Regions from separate parts of the Xenopus laevis genome. Here region 2 is linked to region 1. The links are chromatin contacts, called in public Hi-C maps. All regions are on one chromosome and are shown on one strand. Each heading gives the region's core, a stretch centred on a gene start, on an enhancer-like site or on the middle of the called end of the contact. The rest is flanking DNA. Distances are from core to core; before and after follow the strand shown.

What was found. A called contact is a pair of places that touch in the nucleus more often than the background predicts.
Region 2: a Hi-C map of the XL177 cell line shows a contact between it and region 1, with 2.0 times the contacts expected there. The contact joins two enhancer-like sites.

The regions. Positions count from the first base shown.
Region 1 is chr8L:46,696,682-46,702,711 of Xenopus_laevis_v10.1, forward strand. No RefSeq gene overlaps it. Among protein-coding and RNA genes, the nearest start is that of LOC108698908, 26 kb to the left of the region's middle. Within about 2 kb of position 3,355, at least 1 of the 7 cell types and tissues checked has an H3K27ac peak or open chromatin away from gene starts, as enhancers often do.
Region 2 is chr8L:46,756,951-46,763,053 of Xenopus_laevis_v10.1, forward strand. No RefSeq gene overlaps it. Among protein-coding and RNA genes, the nearest start is that of bcorl1.L, 16 kb to the left of the region's middle. Within about 2 kb of position 2,116, at least 2 of the 7 cell types and tissues checked have an H3K27ac peak or open chromatin away from gene starts, as enhancers often do.

The sequences.
Region 1 (6,030 bases), core at 2,105-4,604:
ATCATGGCTGAATCCCGAACTGAATCCTGGATTCAGTGCATCCCTAATAAGAAGTCACCTTGGAGTTCCATGCTTTTATATGGTCATGGAACACCTTATAATATCCTTATATTTTAAAATAGGGGGTACTATTTTAATATATAAGCCCATCTATTTAGTTAATATTTAAGCCCAGCTTGTTAGTCTTTATACTATGCAACAATAAATATGGGAATGTTAAAGTGGACCCGTTACATAAAAAAATTATTCAAAATCCTATTTTATAAAATCAGTCAATCAAAATTAACTTTAATTACACTATATACATTTTTGAATCTTGTTGTCTTCAGTCATAATTATCGCAAGCAGGAAGGAGCCATTTTGTGGACACTGTTATTAAGGCAAGCCTTGTATCATCTCAGAATTTTGTTTGAGAATGGGGGACCTGATGTCCATCCCCATGCCCTGGCTACACAATTAAATGGTGAAAAGATTGAGGAAATGTGTGGAGAGCAGTGACATCTAAATGCTGAATGGAAAGTGAAAGTAATTGTCTGCCTCGTCTCTACGCCTAAGGCATAGAGGAAGGGCAGACAATATTTGATTGACAGCTGAGATTTTTAAATGAGCTTACAACAGCCATGAATGCTTTAATAAAAAATAGAAATTGTATTTAATGTTTAAGTTGAAAAGGACTTTTATTATACAGCTTTTTGTGTCTGGATGACAGGTCCACTTTAAATAGCATGTTTCCTACCAAGTGGTTGAGAACTCCATTTTGCAACATAGTCTATAATGTATCAAGATATAACCAGATGATAGGTCCAGCAGTGAGGGAAACAATGTGACATTAATTGATATAATCTCTAAACAACAGAACAGTTACATTAAAAAAAACACCAGTGGTAAAACATATGCGTCGCTTTGTTTTTCTGAAGTTCTTAGAAGTTTCCTCTTAAGGCAACTTCAGCAAAAGCAAAGCACAACATGTGTTTTACCACCAGTGATTTGGAGGATATTAGTTGCCTGCAGCAGAGGAGATTTTTAGCGGATGACTAATCTATTTATGTTATTGCCCTTAGGTAATTATAAATAAAAACAAAAAGGTTTATTACTCAATATTTTTAAACACTACCTTCCCCCACATCTATTTAAACACTGGCAACAAACCATGGTTCTAGGCCAGTGCTGTTCAACTTCTGTAGTACTGAGGGCCTTTTCTGGTCTACGTGGTGGAGGGCCGTTAATGGGAGCCAGTGTAGACCACTGCCAGTTTTTAAACCATACCCACTTTAAAAGCAGTATCTGCCTTGGACTTGGACTGGGATTTCTTATGGTACGTAAAACCACCCTCCTCAACATCAGTAAAAAGTAAAATGTACTTTTTAACCAGGATCCATTCAGACAGGTTCGAAACTCTGTCAGGGCAAGAACTGCATCAGCTCGTTAATACAGTCCTCACCAAGATTGACACTTTGGTTAATGACAGGGATACAGGCAAACAATCGGATCAACTCGATATCACCCACTCCAAGCTGGGCATATCGGGAACGATGTTCTTGTTTGGCAGCTACTTCCCAACAGCATTCCTGAATGGAGTTGTTTCTATGAAACAAAAGTTGGTTCCATTAACCAAATCCCTTGCTGAGAGAGAGAATGTGTGAAGTATATATTAGTTTGCAAAGCCCCAAAGCAATTAGCCATTTGGTGGTTCACTATGATGAGAATGAACAGGGACCCAGGACCCAATACTCTAAAGGGACATGGACACCTAACATGTACATTGCATCAACCAGCAAGAGAAACAGGGGTATAAGAAGGAGAAATAATTTCAATGTGGCCTCTGCACACCCCTCTGTCTGCCTGACACTTGTGCTTGACACCACAGTGTCAGGCTCTGCTGGGATTCAAGCCAGGGACCTTTTGGTTTTTGGCTTTGCACCTTAACCATTGGGCCAGGTTAGCAGTCTGCAGGGTTGCTCAATATCTATTACCTGGCCTTTTCAGCTATAGCCCAGCAGCAGCCTGATTGGTGGTTTGGGGTCTGCCAATCAGGGCTGACCCTGCCCTATATAAAGGCAGTCCTCCTCACCTGAGCATTGGCTACCTATACTAGCACTGTGGCATCGCCCCTAGCTAAAGGTTCCTGCTATAGCCTCCTTGCCTTGTTACCTTGACTTATTTTGATCCTATCTTGCCCTAACCTTATTTTATTTAGATCAAAATAGGGATTCTGCCTATGACTAAGTGCTGGGTAAGCATGAAACGCATGAAAAGCATGAAACGCGTTAGGCGTTAGAGGGATTACTATACATGTTTTTTAACTACTGATGTGAATAAAATATATTTTTTTATTGAATAGCATGTTTTGGAGAAATTATTGAGATTGTGGTCTAACCTTATTTTGCCTTGTTCTTACCTGACCTGACCTTTCCTGGCCTTGCCTCTCCTGCTTTCCAGTCTGCTCCCAATCCACGCTCACACCATCCTTGTTCCTATCTAGTCTGCTCCTGTCTCCCGTTCAGATTTTATGCCCTCATCACCCTGTTCCTGCCTTTTCTTTGCCGTGTCCCCTTAGGCACATACAGCTCCTGCATCAAGGACTCACTCTTTCCTCGTCAACCTCCACAGTGCCCCCTACCTAACCCTTGACAGAATGCTCAGGCCACAAGGGTCTGCAAAGGCTGTTCCTGTGCCTTCGGGCCTGATTCGGTACTCTATTTTGACTCGCAGATACTGTAATCTTCCTAGAGGAAGTACTGCTCCTGTCCAAGAAAGAACACTTTTGAGTGCTCCCCCAGTTGAGCAAGTTTCTAACATAATTTTCTTCCTGATAGAAGGTAAAGCTATATTCTGAGCAGAGAACTTACTGAGAATTAGATCCCCTTTAATCTATAATACTGCTCAGTTTCTGCTGGCTTTTCTAGATGAATTTGATCCTGATCTAGGGCCGGCTATCCGCCAGCAATCTGCTTCAGTTTCCGGGCCTGCTACCACTCAGCTGTCTATCTTAATTCCCAGGCCGGCTACTCCTCAGCTTTCTATCTTAGTTCCCAGGCCAGCAACTCCTCAGCTGTCTGCCTCAGTTACCGTGCCGGCTACTCCTCAGCTGTCTGCCTCAGTTCCTGGGCCGGCTACTCCTCAGCCTTCGCTGCAAACAGCTCCAGAGGGGCTTTCCCAACAGCCTCCACTTCCTACAGCTCTAGTGGGACTTCCCTAGCAGCCTCCACTGTCCACAACTCCAGTTGTGCTTCCCCAGCAGCCTCTGCTGCCTACAGCTCCAGTGGGGCTTCCCCAGCAGCCTCTGCTGCTCACAGTCCTAGAGCCGTTCCCCCAGCAGCCTCCGCTGTCTACAGCCACAGAAGGGCTTCCCCAGCAGCTGTCCCCTGTACCGGCTCCCCAGCAGGGTCTGCTGCCTCTGAATACAGTACCCCCAGGAGTGGGGCTTTTGCCGTGTCCTGTGCCCTCATGAGTGGGGCTTCTGCTTTGTCTTGTGCCCTCAGGAGTGGGGCTTCTGCCGTGTCCTTTGCCCCCAGGAGTGGGGCTTCTGCCGTGTTCCTATACTAGCACTGTGGCATTGCCCATAGCTAAAGGTTCCTGCTCTAGCCTACTTGCCTTGTTACCATGCCTTATTCTGATCCTGTCTTGCCCCAACCTTATTCTGCCTTGTTCTTACCTGACCTTGCCTCTTATGCTTTCAAGTCTGCTCCCTATCTACACCTGCACCGTCCTATCCTTCTGTTCCCGATTTACGCCCACACCATCCTTGTTCCTGTCTAGTCTGCTCCTGTCTCCCATTCAGATTCTATGCCCTCATTACCCTGTTCCTGCCTTTTCCTTGCTGTGTCCCCTTAGGCACATACAGCTCCAGCCTCAAGGACTCACCCTTTCCTCATCAACCTCTACAGCACCCCCTACCTAACCCTTGACACGCAGCTTGTTGTACAAGATGGATAACCAATACCCATGCATTCTTACATTCTGCATCAGAGTGAGCAATCTACCATGGTGTGTTTCCTCAAAATACACCTGGATAAAAGGAAGTGAGTGCTGGGTATTAATATTTCCCAAATCACCCCCAAGAGCATGTCACAAATTCAATTGCTCTAGCCCCATAGTAGTTGATGTAAGTGACACTTTTTGGATTCCAACCAGTGCCCTTCAGTAAAATTAATCCAGAAAATTAATCACAGCAGATCTTTTTTTCTTTTTGGTCTGACCATAATCAGCACAGGGAACAATGAACAAATATACCAAAGTTGGAGAAGAAGGGGTGGAGAAATGAGAACAACTAAAGAAAGAATGGGGACACAAAGGTTCGGACATAGCACGAGACAGGAAGGGGAAAGGGGGTTTAGAAGGGGAAAGGGGGTTGATAGGACAGAGGATGAAGTATCAGGGAATAGAGAAATACTCTTGAAGCGATCAGGACTCTGTGATATTATAGAGGAAACCAACACAATTTTAAACTTACCATGTGTACCGGAATATTATACATGAAACTGGTACTGCAAGTATGCTGTCATGTGTTCCAGAGGCATTATACATTAAATTGGCACTGTATTTATCGTGCCTTGTGTTGAGGATGAATAATGCATGAATTTGGCACATTGCATTCATTTAGGACATAATTTTTCCTACCAAATGTTGTGAGTAATCTAAATTAAACTTTAAATACTATATCTGTTATGTCAGTACCCATTGCCTCTCATTTCATATAACATACATTACATCCCATGTCTTTTACTGTTTACTCTTCTAAAGATCCCATTTCTAATTACTCATTTTTTTTTAAATGCTATTTCATTACAATATGCAATTGGGTTGCTATTGTCTATAGTTCTCAGTACATCATGTTATAGGGATGCCACTTGTCTTTCCTATCATTTCAGTTGGCACATAACACTACTAGAAGTAATAACAGTTGACCAGGGCAGCTCTAGGCAGGGCATATATTTGACTTGTTGGAAAGGTGACATCTGGTGATGGAGCCATGCTGACTGACACTGAGCCTTTCCATTCTACTGCCGTTTATTGCTGGAGCTTTTATGGCTTTGTAATTAATTATACATCAGCTATTTCTTTTCCCTGAATCATATCTTTTAGCTCAAGAATTGTGGATTATACTAATTACTTTAAACTACGAAAAATGCATAACCTATTATGCATTAAAACAAAGAAAACAGTTTGTCATCTAAAAGCTGCCAGGATCATATAAAAGTCCAGTTGTACTGTTTTCTTTAAAGGAGAACTATTGCAAAAAAAAGGAAAATTTAATATAAGCTTTATCACACTAAAATAAGAGGTTTATTCAAATTTCTGATTTTAAATTAAGTTAATAAATGATTTTTTTTTGTTAAAGTGTGTGTGACCTATAAAATGGGCATGGTCCCTTTGGTCATATAAGCCAAATTGACCCTGAGATGATCCAGTGAGATGGAATTTGGCACAGGGGAGGGGGAGGAGCATTCTTCTGGGAACAGCCAGGAAATTCTCTGCATTCTGCAGTGTTTAATTGGAAATCCCTGTTGAGTTATAGGGCTGATAGTCAAATAAAAGTTTAGACTCTTAGCAATGCAGTGTCTAAAAAAGCAAGGATTTAAAATAACTAATATTTCTTCTCTTGTGAGTTTTTGTGGGATTATTCTTTAATAAATACAGATTATTTGATAACATTCTTGAGTATATTTGCAGGCTTTTTTCTCAAATTGTGAAAAAACACAAACTTGATTTTTGATAAATGAGCCCCATGATGTACGGAAAAATATTTACAGTTTTTCTTAACCGTGAAGCTGTAATCATGATTTTTGGAGTTCGAATTTGGTTGGGCCAGGCACCTGGATTCGAAAGAATCAAAATCTTACTGAAAAGGCTTGGATTCAGCAGAATCCCAAACCAAATTGAGGATTCGGTGCATCCCTGATTACTGGACACCATGTATGCACAAGTAAATATTTCCTTGCTGCTTAATGAGATCATTAGTTAACAATGGTACTTAGTGTTGTGTCACATGACTCACTGAAGAATAGTGTATCCACAACTATGTTGTGC
Region 2 (6,103 bases), core at 866-3,365, 59 kb after region 1:
AGCACTCCAAGACCAGCCGTTTTCCATACCACTGTGGAACCTTCGACTTTGCCAAAGTACATAGTTAAGGTGTTATACTTGGATGTTTTCAGCTGTATAAAGAAACCTGCAAATATGACTTTAACTCTTCCTACAATTCTTTCTTCCTTGGATTTTGTCCCCATAAACTACTTTACAAGCTTGCGGAGTAAATGAGTCAGAGTACATTTTTAATGAACAATTTAGTGTAGGGCCAAACCACTAAGCCATTTCTTTCAAAGGCATGCTATATCGGTCAGGAGTTGAAAAAGCATCATTAACTGTATGGGACAGTTACTAAGCACATGCTTCCTAAACGAAATAAACCAGCATAATATGGTATTATAATATTTAATGGGAGTGGTAAGGGTTTATTGCAAATAAGGGACACATAGTCATAAGGTGCAGGCAACCGATTTAATTGAGATTCAAAACTTCTTTGCATTTCTAAGTTGTACAGTTAAGTCACAGAACATTTGATTAGATTACCAATAGATTATACCAATAACAGTCTGACTGGTAAAGAAAGTAAATAGAAGCTTTTTGCCAAACAGCAAATTAGAATGTGTAGGCATGAGTGTATAGGGACAAGAGTCACGAGACATAGAGGCATACTTATTATGGTAACATAAGGCTAGGGAAACACATATCTAAACACTTTGCAATAGAGCACAGTTATATTATATATAATATATATATATATATATATATATATATATATGGAAGAAGGGCATAAGGAACGCACAACCACATGTCCATGTTCGCCCTGGGTGCCAGTCAAAAGTATATATAATAAAAATTGCAGCAGGCGACGGCACTCCTAGGAATTTTACCAAACTTTTGTTTCCCTGACGAAGGTTCCGGTTAGGAACCGAAACGTAGGATTTATTAAACCTCACCTTTGATTCATACCACTGTTGTTTTGGTGAAATTCCTAGGAGTGCCGTCGCCTGCTGCAATTTTTATTATATATATATATATATATATATATATATATATATATATATATATATATATATATATATATATATAGTGAATAAAGTACCCCCTCTTGTAAATTATAAGGATATTATAAGTTACTGATGAGTTTCATGACCATATAAAAACACAGGCCGAAGGCCGAGTGTTTTTATACAGGTCATGGAACTCAGAGCTAACTTCTAATATCCTCATATTTTGCAACTGGGGGTACTTTATTTATTATAATACATAAGTTTCAGTGAGTCATGTGACAGAAATGACATCAGAACTCACCGTTTATAACTGATGACATCAGAACTCACCGTTTATAAGGATATAATTTACAAGATATTCATGGCTTTATATATATATATATATATATATATATATATATATATATATATATATATATATATATATATATATATATATATATATATATATATATATACACACGCACAATTTGGAATAAAGCATTCCCAGGCCAGCACTTCCCTTATTAATAAATCAAGTGATTTTATTTTTCACACATCACAGTGCTCCAATGTTTCGATCCCTCTTGGGACCTTTTTCAAGATATAATAAATATATATATATATAAAATAATAAATTAGCAGCTGCTGGTTTGAGGGAAAATTGTAATTACATCTAATTACAACTACTGCCAATACCCAGACTACACTCAGGCGTTATGATCATCTAACATTTTGAAATATCTATGCATCCCTAATGTTCATTCATACATATATGGACACAAAGCAGTCATAAGTTACATATGCAAGATCCATGCACAAGAAGATGCCCACGCCTTTACAATAATCATTGCAAATTCCATTTACATGTGTGCACAATGATTGAATTTGAATTCAGTAAGCAAGTTGTACTTGAGTTTCATATTGAGTTAATTTCACACAAAAAATACACTTCCCGTTTCTGAATCTATTTTATAAAGCCAGTGAAAGTATCTGATGTTTGTACTTTGAACTGATAGGAGATATCATATCCAACAGAATTCTAGCTACAAATGGTAGACTCACATGTACCTCTATTACAATGCCACCTACTGACAGGATGAAAAATTACCATTGCTAAATGATTTGAAAGAGCAGTAACTACGCAACTCAGGGGGGGGGGGCAGCTAATCCAGGAAATGTAGCATGTCTGGCCCCGTTTAACATATATAAGCCATCGGGCCCAGGACGATTGTATCCCCAGTGCCCCCCTGATAGTGGCCCTGTGTGCCAGTGACACTCCCAAAAAAAAAATCCAAGAGGTCTGTATAAGACCTGCATCATTACTGTTAGAGCACTACTGAACCTTTAGATTAATGCATTAAGTTCAGTATATAAAATACTTAATTTCTACACATTTTTAGCGTTTAGCTGTCCTTTAACTGATGATGCCACTAAGCACAATGTATAAGGATATATTTCATTGTGAGGCTTTGAAAAACTATATCTCTTACTGGTTTTCATCATTCAAAATGCTGGACCCTAACAGTACTCCTCCATTCATACCCACCTCTCCAACAAAATGGTAGTGCTTGTGACATACGAATGAAAAATAAAGCATCACCTTCAGCTGAAACAGATTCATTGTAACTTTAGTTGAATAAGGCATGGTTCTGATATCGCCAAAAAATGTAAAATTATATATAAGTCATATGAGATGACAAATCCTTGATACATATCGGTGTATTTAGAGAGCAATTGCTACAAAGACAGATGAACCAACAGTCTGGCAGGGAGGAATGCACTAAGCCAAAGTCATTTTGCAGTCTCTACTGCAGTGCAGAGTGCTTTAACTGTCTTTATGAGCACAGGTGGACCAATCACTTGTGGCTTAGCCATTTTAACAGATGCACTTGTGCTAATTATATCACTAATCAGCAACCCTTTTAGGGCTATGACCCAAATTTTCCTCCCCAGTTTCTATGACTCAACATAATGATTCTTTGCAACAATGCTAGTGCAGAGATCAAGAGAACAGTGCTATTTAAAACTCAGTGCAGAGATACAGAGGTCAACAGTGTTATGTGTTCAGATCTATCAGAGATTAGAATAAGCAAGTATATTAAAGCAAAGCAAGCCCATGGGTAATCCCGCTTGCAACACCAAATTGGTCAGTGGCAGAATTTAATGAGACATTAGGCAAGTGTGCTTGCTGTCTGCTCATGGGTGTCAAGAAAAATCTGAAGTGAATACTATCTTCATACACTATACAGTTTAATCCTTAAAATCCACAGTGGTTATTTGTCCAGGGTGATTAAGTGTTCATTGTTTTAGGAACAGCTGGTACTTAAAATCTTTCACATATCGAGGGTACCACACAACATTTGCTGTATGCTCCTCTCATTTCATCGCCAATTTACTAAAAGCCAAAGAGGACAATTCGTTAGTGAAAAAGCTCAGCGCTAGAAAAGTTTTGCACCATTTTGCCAGGCAAATTTTCGCTCAGGAAAACAATACGTTTTCCCCAGAGTCTGTTTCGCCAGGCGAATTGATAAGATGAAGCTACATTCTCAACAATATTATGTCAGTGACATCATATCCTGAATGCCAAAAAGTTATAGTTAGTTAGCCAAAAATGTAAGCTATAAAGGCTGGAGTTAATGAATATCTAAAATAATAGCCAGTATACTACTTCCTCCTTTGTAGCTCTTAGTCAGCGACTTGAAGTGGGCCACATGGGATATAAGGCTAGTGCCACATGATGCGGATCTCAGCCTGCGGAGAAACAAATGCAAAGAATCCATTCCTCTGCTGCTCCTCTGCCTGCACCCACAAACATTGCCTCTGCTCTGGTGCAGTCATTCGTGAATTTTGGAACGAAATTTAATATCTCGCAATTTAGCACCAAAATCCAACATGTCTGCCTGCACCTGAGTTTAGGAAATGTATATGGGTGCAGACAGAGCAGCAGCAGAGGAGCAGATTCGAAGCCTGAGCTCCGCAGGTAACTAACAGCTGGGAGCCCTGGTGCATGCTGTGCAGCCGGGGCCCCCCACCACCCCGGGGCCCCACCACCACCCCCCACCACCACCCTCTGGGCTGACCTCCTCTGTGTGTAGAGTTGCCACCGGCCTGGTCGGTAAAAATGTTGTGTGATTGCAATGTTAAGTATAGGGAAACACCATAAAAACATAGGAAGGCCGGTATTTATTTCTAGAAAAGGTAGCAACCCGATCTGTGTGTATTCGCATGCAGGTTGATCATATTCAAATCAGTGGAGCAGGGGCAGGGAGCAGATTAGGGTTGCCACCTGTCCGCTTTCCGCATTCCACCTGGACAGCCAGGATTTTGGAAGGGCTGTCCGGGTTAAAAGTACCTGTCCAGATTTACAAATTAGGAAATCCGGACAGGATATTGAAGTTAATGACATGGCAATCAACCAATTGCTAACTGCCATGTCATCAGTCCCGCCCCTCAAGTCATCAGCCCCCAACATCAACAGCACCAAACCGAAAAGGTGGCAACCCTAGAGCAGCCTGAGAGCAGCTGGAGCCTTCAGCCTGTGTGCCCCTAGCCTAAGGTTCAAAAGCAAACTAAGGGAACAGCTATGTCAAATGTGCCCCCCCCTCTCCAAGATTAGATTTTGGCAAACTAACTACATTAGAATTTTTTTTTTTTGCACAGACTATTTATTAATCCAGCTTTGATTTTTACACTGAACTCTACCTTTAACACTTCTCTCAAGATGATTATAGAAATGAGTGGGAAGTCAAGATGTAGCCTTTCGCATCCCCGACACATATTTGACAGAAGCCCTTAATATCCAGCTACATCTCTCATAAATATTGTATTGGCCTGCTCTGCTCATTTTTCATGCTAATTATATTATTACTGTATTAGTAGTCTGTCAAATACAAGAACCACATTAAATCCAGGAACAGTGGGTACTATTACACATTTGAAACATTTAAAGAAATAGTATTGCACAATCCTAGAAACAGAACATTATTATCAGTAATGTCCAAATGTAGTTTATTGCTGTATTTGTTTATATGCAGGGTTTCATTTTCTATATGAAATTTTTTAATATGAGCATAATGTTATCAGCTAACACTGCTATTTTTTTACTTATTCTAATGCCAAAATGATCTACATTTCTGGGTTTCTGAATTGTTTAAAGGGACACAACGTAAAAGATATATTTTCCTTGGACATAATTGCCAAAATCTAATATGGACAGTATTGTTAAGGGATTGTTCACCTTTGAATGAACTTTTCGAAATATTCAGAGACAATTTGCAATAGGTTTTTATTTTTCAATTGAAAATTGCTTATAATTAGCAATTCTATAACATACTAAAATAACTGTGAACCACCCCTTTAATTTGGAGATATAAGTGGCTTCCTGTGGGCTAAACAAACTAATCCTCCAGTCTTGCATTTTGTCCAATGATGCCCTAGGCACTAGACCTTCAACTGCCCAGTCCTACTGTCAACCAATGAATGCAAAGTTCAGTCAGCCCTTGTGTGCCTGTATAGAAAATAGAGCCCTGACCCCAGGGAAGGAAGATGAAGCTGCCTAGATGATAACCAATGGGTGCTCTCTCTCTTCTCTCTCTCTCTCTCTCTCTCTCTCTCTCTCTCTCTCTCTCTCTCTACTCGTAAATATAAGTCATATGTTAGAGATCCTTGATATAATCACTCCTCTGGAAAAAAAGATTAATAATGAATACTTTCTTTCTCTTTCAACGAATGGGTGGACCCTAACCATTTCCATCACCAGTTTTATTTTTCATAACACTGTACCAGAAATACAGAAGAAAGTTCTCAGCCTGCCAATTATATGGACATGATATGGTCATTTACTGCATAATATAATGGCACTTACTGCAGCCAGAACATAAATCCCTGATTATCGACCAGTTGGGCAGAAGCACAAACTGTGATGTCATGACCGACTTTCAGAGAATATGAAATACAAATCTTTTTCATCTGTACATGAACAGTGCAACACTGCATACCCTGTAAAAATAACCTAAACTTTATATTATTCATTTTAATAACCAATTGCATGAAGTTTCGAACTATTGCTATTTGCTTATAGTGTCATGTGCCTCAAATCCTGCCCACGTAAATAAAGTGCTTTGTGGATCATGCCGGTGCTGTGCAAATAC